Regions from separate parts of the Mus musculus genome. Here region 2 is linked to region 1. The links are chromatin contacts, called in public HiChIP or PLAC-seq maps. All regions are on one chromosome and are shown on one strand. The core of a region is the stretch at or near the end of the contact, and the rest is flanking DNA. Distances in the headings are between cores, read along the strand shown.

Region 1 (3,597 bases), core at 220-2,719:
ATGTATCTAAGAGGACTGGGAAGAAACCTGGTCCATCAAAAAGACAGAAGACAGACCTGAGCTCAAGAGTACAGAAGTCTTTAAATGGAAAGGGTTCTGAAGCAACTGTTAGTGACCATGATGACACTTCTCGTTCCCAGAGGAAGCCATTGAAAAACATTGAGGCAGACCCAACTCAGAAGAGCCTTGCTATTTCTCGACCCGAAAGAGGCTGTAAGTATCAAAACAATGTTACGGCATCACAGAATGTTCATTTAAAGTCTCATACTGAGGAATATACAAGCAAGACACAAATGGAGTCTGCTTTAAATTCGGAAGTGTCTAAACGTTCAGTGTGGGAAGAAAGTGGACCTTCCAGGTTCAAGAATTATGAAATGCCAGGAAGCAGTAATTCTGAGATGGGTGATGAACAGGACCAGAAGAGTTTGCATTTTAAAACAAGAAGTTCTAATATGTTACCAGATAAAAAATTACATCACAAATTAGTACTGCCCTCCAACTTACCAAATGTTCATCGATCTAATAGAATAAGTTTGAAACCTCTGGAGTATTGGCGAGGGGAACGGGTAGATTATCAAGAAAGCTCGTTGGGACAACGTGTGCTTGAAATAGTATCCCCAGGTTCAGTACCCATCAAAATAAAGGCACAAAGAAACCTCAGCAAAGTCAACAAAAAAGTTACCAAGAAACAGACCCATCTCAATACCCGTGAAGAGACTAAGATGGAGTTGCCTCTGGGTATACCTCTGGGAGATCCCTTTCAGGCAACACTGGCAAAGGACCCAGAAACAAGAGAGGCTGTCCCCACGGATCTTATAAGACCACAAGGTACATACTGCTTTTTTGTTGAGCAACATGGTTTGAAAGTTTTTAAAACATTGGATACAATATTTTTTTCTACTGGAAAACTGGTTTTAGGACCCTATGGAGAGAAAGGAAAACAGCATGTTGGCCAAGATATATTGGTTTTTTTATGTTAACTTTGGTAACCTTTTATGTACATTACATGAAACACCTTATAAGATAACTACTGGGGATTCATTCTATGTTCCTTCAGGTAATCATTACAACATTAAAAACCTCTTGAATGTGAAAAAAAAAAAAGAAATGTAATTGCCATTACCTATAGGTAATGTATAAAAACACAAATGTTTAGATAATCACCTGAAATTTAGAGGACTTAAAGAGAGAGTTCTCAACTCTGTCCTCTCTTAAGATCTTGAACAATAAGTAGGGTATGGTGGTGAGAACTTTTAATCCCAGCAGTTAGAGGAGGCTGAAGCAGAGGCTCTCGTGAGTTTGAGACCAGCCGGATCAACACAGTAAAACCCTGTCTCAAAAAAAGAAAAGAAAAAGTAAAAGAAAAAATGAAATAAAATGAAACAAACAATGATCATGAACAAAATCAAAGGTTTGAAGGGAAGTGGAAAACCTTTAAACAAGTGCTTTAAACAAGGCCCAATGAAGTTTCCTGTTTCCTCTTCTCTACGGGTCTTATTTTCTCTCTTGCTCAAAAGGGCAAAGGGCTGTGCTTCCCCTTTCATTTCTGAGTGGTGATTTCATGGAATATCAAATTCTGGGTAGATCATTTGTTTCATCACGTTGAAGGCCGAGTTTTTCTATCTTTCTACAATATAACATCACATTCATACTATCTTGTCCATTTTTGGTTAGATTGGCATGGAAAGGTAATCCAGCTCCTGTAACTTCTTTTTGTTTAGAAGTTGATGTTTTCCAACAAATACCTGTAACCACAAATGACACAAAAACACATCCAATATGGGTATTAGGGTGGCAAACAGAAAGTAAAGCATACTTGCTTTGTCTAGATTGGCATAATATTACTCCAGGGGAAAAAGCAACATAAATTTTGGAGAAGAAATAGAATTACCTACTTTCTTGGTCGTAACTGCTAGAGTGTCTGGATACTGTTTTCAACCAGTGGACTATATCCATGTTTAAATAGTATACAGGCAAAAGCATGAGGGATGAATGTTATTAATTAAAATAAGATGGTAAAGAAAACAGAAAAGTCAAAGAAATGAGAAAAAATTAATTTAATTTCGGTTCATTACACAGATCTAACACAGGCTATCTGGTAATGCAGACCTTTAACTTCAGTTGCTCAGGAGAATTACAAGTTCAAAGTCTGCTGCGGCTACACAGACTGAGTCCAAAGTCAGCCTGTACAGCAGAGTGAAATTGTCTCAAAGCAGAAAGAAAGTAGTAGGTTGGGGAATAGCCCTGTGGTAGGTGCTCGCCTAGAACGTGCAGGCCCTAGACCCAGTCCTTATTCCTCAGAAAGCAAATACATGCCTTTGTTATCTAAACAGTGTAATTATAAAGGTTAACAATGGAGGGGACTACAGATTTTACAAACTCAAGGAGAATTTTGTTAATAGAACAAAGGAAAACAAAACCTGTTTAACATAGGAGGAAAACAATCTAAAACATTGCTACAGAACATGTTACAGAACATTAAAAAATTAAGAAGAAACAAAAAATTGCCTAGAAAATCAAACCAAACAATAAATAAATCATTAAGTTATCAAAAGAAAGGTGAAAGTCCTAATGAATGATATTGAGCCAAGTTGAAGGAATCTACAGAAGGTAAAAGGCTGACATAGACCAGCACATAACAAAATAAATTTCAAATGATCCAAATGCCTCAATGTTAAAAATACTAAGGATCCATACATAAAAAACCACTAATAATCTAAAGTACTGTAAGATAAATTTCCTCAGAGGGTAGTCCTTATGGATATATAGTATATCAGTAATAAAAATAAAACATACTATTTTAAATTTTCTAGTAGCTCCACAAATGTTCTAATAGATGTGGGCCTCCTTCCCTGACCAAGAAGCTACCTACAACTAATATCCACTACCAAAGGAAAAGTCATTTTTCTCCAAAAATGTTTCACTGGGTATTTTAAATATACTTCAGGGCAAGTTCTATGCTTAGGAATCATTGGCCAAAACAAAACTAACTCAATAGAATTTTTATAGATACTTTTTGTCTCAGTTTGCTTTGTTTGAATATTTTTTATTGTACTGGTTTCTTTTATTCTTAGTTTTATTTCTATTTGGGAAGAAGGAAGTTGGCAAGTCCTGCTGGTATGGCTTGACATGGCATGGAAGAGAACCAGCAAGGCATAGGCCTTCAAGAATGCCAATAGTTGCTGTAGGGTATAAGCCTTGTGTGTGTGTGTGTGTGTGTTTTGTGTGTGTGTGTGTGTGTGTGTGTGTGTGTGTATCTTCATGTTTCTCATCCATGATAATCAGACACAGCATTAGTCACGTATATGAGAGTGTGCGGCTAATATCTTAGCAAAATGGTAAATGCTGAGACCTTCAGGACATCCTTTAAAGCTGTGGGAAAGAACTCTGAAAACATGAATTCAAGAATTTTTAATTTCTCAACTATTCAAAATATTATTAACTATGCAAAATATAAGAATGCAAAATGCATTGTATAGGGAGTTTCACAGATCTATAAGAACAGAGGCAGCTGCACTGTGAGCTAGCTTGTCAGAATGATGATAACAAGATTTAGGGAGTGGTGATCAAGAGGGCAAGATCCTACCTAGCAAAGTT
Region 2 (3,422 bases), core at 63-2,562, 140 kb after region 1:
TCCTATTAGTCTAGGATTTATAAGGTAAAACTGTCAGCATGATTTCAGAACAGAAGTAAAGACACTGTGTTGCTATAAAGTGTATTCGTAGGTATGGTTTAAGTTTGTCGGAGTATCCTGATTCAAAATGTGTTTCCCCAATCCTCAATATTAAACTGTTTCATTAAATACAGAACAAGACCCTAAGGACAACAGTGTATAATTCTTCTCAGTTGAAGCTGAGAATCTATTTCACATCAAAACCTGGAATGTACTAATGAAAATTCAGTATCTCACTGGGTATGTGGGTTCCAACATGAAACTCTTGTCACTGATAAAGCTTAAGGTAAACGGGTTAATAAGACACAATAAAATGGCTCTGTTGAGTTATACTGCCTTTTCCCCCACAGCAGTTCCTTTACCTAACCACTACAGTAAGCTTTAAAGTCAACTTCAGGGGTGCTAAGTCACGCAAGCTGGGCACAGAGGGGACGATGATCCTCAGCGTGGAGAACGATCGCCTTCAATTCACGTTTTCCATTTCCTTAACTGTGATACAGATGGGAGGGAAAATGTAAGCCCTTTCCTTTGAACTTCCCAGGGCCTCAAGGCACTAACTTTAAGAATTATTTCAAAGCTTATCCAATGAGGGGTAGTTCTACGACTGTAAAAGTTGCACGAGCCCCGCGAAGTGGGAATTGGGGTGCAGACGCTGCCTATCGCGAGATCGAGGGTTAAACTGATTTATTAATGCAACTTTGCTGTCGTTCGGTTAGTTGTAAAGACTTATTAACTCCAAGAGCCCTTCCTCGCTTTAGAAAGCCCCGTCAGGCGGGATCCTGCGGAAACATCAGGCCTATGCCGAATCCTCTAATGAGGGGCCGCGAGGTGTTGGGTCTCGCCGCCTGAGGTGGATCCCGAGTAGGAAAGCGCAGGCCAGGCCTTGCTGCGCGGGAGCCATGGCACGATGTCCCAGTGTCCGCCTGGACTCTGCCCTTCCCAAGCTCCGCGCTAGGGAAAAGCATCGCCCGGGGCCACAGCGCGGCCGGGCAGAGCAGGAGGCCGCGCGTGCGCCCGGGAAGCGCGGCCCCGGCTCCGCCCTCCTCCCCCTCCGCTCCTCGCGGCCGCCGCCCCACTGGGAACTCCGCGCGGCGCGGCCCCGCGAGGCGGGCGCCGGGAGGGAGGGGCCGCGCTCCCCGCCTCCCGCGGCCAGCGCAGCTCCCAGCCAAGGCGACTCACCTCCTCCTCCTCCTCCTCCTCTCCTCCTCCTCCTCCACGGCTCCCTCCAGGCCACCGACAGCCCAGCTGGCGACGCGCTGACGCCGAGCCCCTCCCCCGCGGCCGCCACCGAGGCCGCAGCCCCTCCCCGCTGCGGCTGCCGCGGCCTTGGGGCGCGTCAGGCGCCGGCCCCGCCCTCGCCCCGCCCCTCCCCGCCCACAAGCCTGAGGCTCCGCCCCCGGACGGCGGCCTCCACGCCTAGTCGGTGACTCAGAGGACGCGCGGTGCTGGGCGAACTCTCCACGGTGGCGCGGCTCCTCACACCTGCTCTCCGCCCACGGGCCCCGCGTACGCTTTCCAGTCAGGCCAGCGCCCCCGCCGCCCCTTCGGCTTTTCCGTACTCTCTCTCACTCCTCTGGTCGCTGCCTCCGCTCGCTCGCGCTGCGGCCTTCTCTTCCCCTGAGAGGTCTGGGGGCTGACTCACCGGCTCGCACGTTCTCAGGCAGGTGGCTAGCCGGCACCTGTAGTCCCCTTCCCTGTCCTTCCGGGCGCGCCTAAGCCTCGGGGACCCCGCAAGGCGAGTGCACACCCTCCTGCAGGTATTGGTCAGCACGCCCCGCTTTCCCCCCCCCCCCCCTCGGAATTCTTGCGGGACCTCTCCTAGCCGATGCTGGCGTTTCCTGTACTTAACTTATATGCAGCCTTTTGGCTGTCGAGACTATACGTATTACAGATGCATCTTAGAGTATTAATAATAACATATCTGCGGTCCCCACAAGAGCAGCTACAGAGCAATTAAAAGTCAGAAAGAATCCAAGAAAGTCTAAATGGTTTCTATTAAAAATAGGAATTTATCTCCCTTACATTTCTGTGAGTCTGAATTAGTGATTTCGTATTTGGGATCACGTTGTGGATTAAATGATTCATGCAAAGACAGAACATGCAACGGTAGGTCTATGCTTTTATCTGGTAACTTCATTTTTAAAGCTACAACTTGGAACAGACTGTAGTGCAGAAATGCATTAAGCATACCAAAATAACAGAGCCTGATTAGGCCTTTGGAGTTACAACCACAAGTTGCTTAAAGTTATGTGAGAAAACATTGTTATCCTTAAATTGAACAGTGAAAACGATCTTCTGTTCTAAACAAAGCCCACACTCTATGTGGACCTCCAAAGCTTAAAACCTCTGTTGACTTGAACAACAGTATCCCGAGCATTTAAAAAGCCTAATAAACCATCTGTCCATCTACTTTTACACAAATTGGGAAACACAAAAAAAGTGAATGCAGAAAGCTGAAAATGAGAATTCCAAATGGCAAATGGATCTAGTAAATCCTTTTTCACAGAATAAAATATTGGGGAAAAGCCCAAAGCCTACTATTATTCATCAATCTGGAAAAAGCCATAATTTTATACATGAATTGTATACTTAAGATCACCGGGAGTCTTTATTATTATTTTGCTGATTAAGATCTGAAGTCCAGAGAAAATGAGTTGCCTAGCCAATATGCCCAGATTTCCCAAGACCTGTCTCACATACTTGTCAGCATAGGATTTAGAGCTACAAGCATAAAGTCACTTAAGGTCCAAATTCGTTGACATTGAGGCTCTGTCTCAGTATCCGTGGTCTGTGAGTGTGAGCTTAGGTAATGCTGTCAGAAGCCATCTCACCCTAGTATGTTCAAGGATTCTTGTTATGCAACTTGCATCTCTCAGTCAGGGATCATCTGCATGATCTCAGTGACATCTGGCCCCGGCTCTGGAACCTTGGTCCAACCAAGCACATTCATCCTCAGAGGGGCCAAAGGCTGTGCCTGATTAAAAGAGTTATGAAATCTCTATTGTCAAGAAAATTACAACATTATTGGTGAGGTAAAATATGAGGCATGAAATGATAATTCAACACTAATAATCAAGGACTCAACAGTAATTTCCAAAATGTTAAGTGGGGAAATGATACACATGAATTAAGAAAAGACTTCTTAAAGACCACAACATCAAAAAGGAGACCCATCGTCTAGAGCGCTGTGTATAGGACAGAAAGTAAAATAAAATGTTTGGACTAAAGCACTGTGAAGAAAACAGGCACACCAAGAATGAGGGAAAGTTAGATCAGGGAGGTAAAACACGATAGCTGAGAAACAAGAGCAAGCCCGGTGGAGATGCAGGATTGAGCCATTGGGAGAGGACCTAGATTTCAACCTGAGACACAGGTTAGTAGGA

The links. HiChIP or PLAC-seq counts read pairs in DNA pulled down with a chosen protein or histone mark.
Region 2: a Foxp3 HiChIP or PLAC-seq map of regulatory T cells shows a contact between it and region 1, with 4 times the contacts expected there. The contact joins the promoter of Gtdc1 here to the enhancer-like site in region 1. A contact is called at or near these places in 1 of 15 datasets of contacts at CTCF or cohesin (CD8 T cells), 2 of 484 Hi-C or Micro-C datasets (the G1E-ER4 cell line and group 2 innate lymphoid cells) and 2 of 115 datasets of contacts at active chromatin or transcription factors (bone marrow-derived macrophages and regulatory T cells).

What each region holds. Positions count from the first base shown.
Region 1 is chr2:44,789,857-44,793,453 of GRCm38.p6, forward strand. The region is part of intron 3 of Gtdc1 (glycosyltransferase-like domain containing 1); the gene reads right to left. It also overlaps the pseudogene Gm13477. Among named protein-coding and RNA genes, the nearest start is that of Gm39807, 120 kb to the left of the region's middle. Within about 2 kb of position 1,470, at least 6 of the 459 cell types and tissues checked have an H3K27ac peak or open chromatin away from gene starts, as enhancers often do. A contact at or near this core is called in regulatory T cells, where this site is marked.
Region 2 is chr2:44,925,924-44,929,345 of GRCm38.p6, forward strand. Gtdc1 (glycosyltransferase-like domain containing 1) reads right to left here and starts at 1,313. Exons shown (of 11, transcript NM_001362987.1): 1 at 1,219-1,313.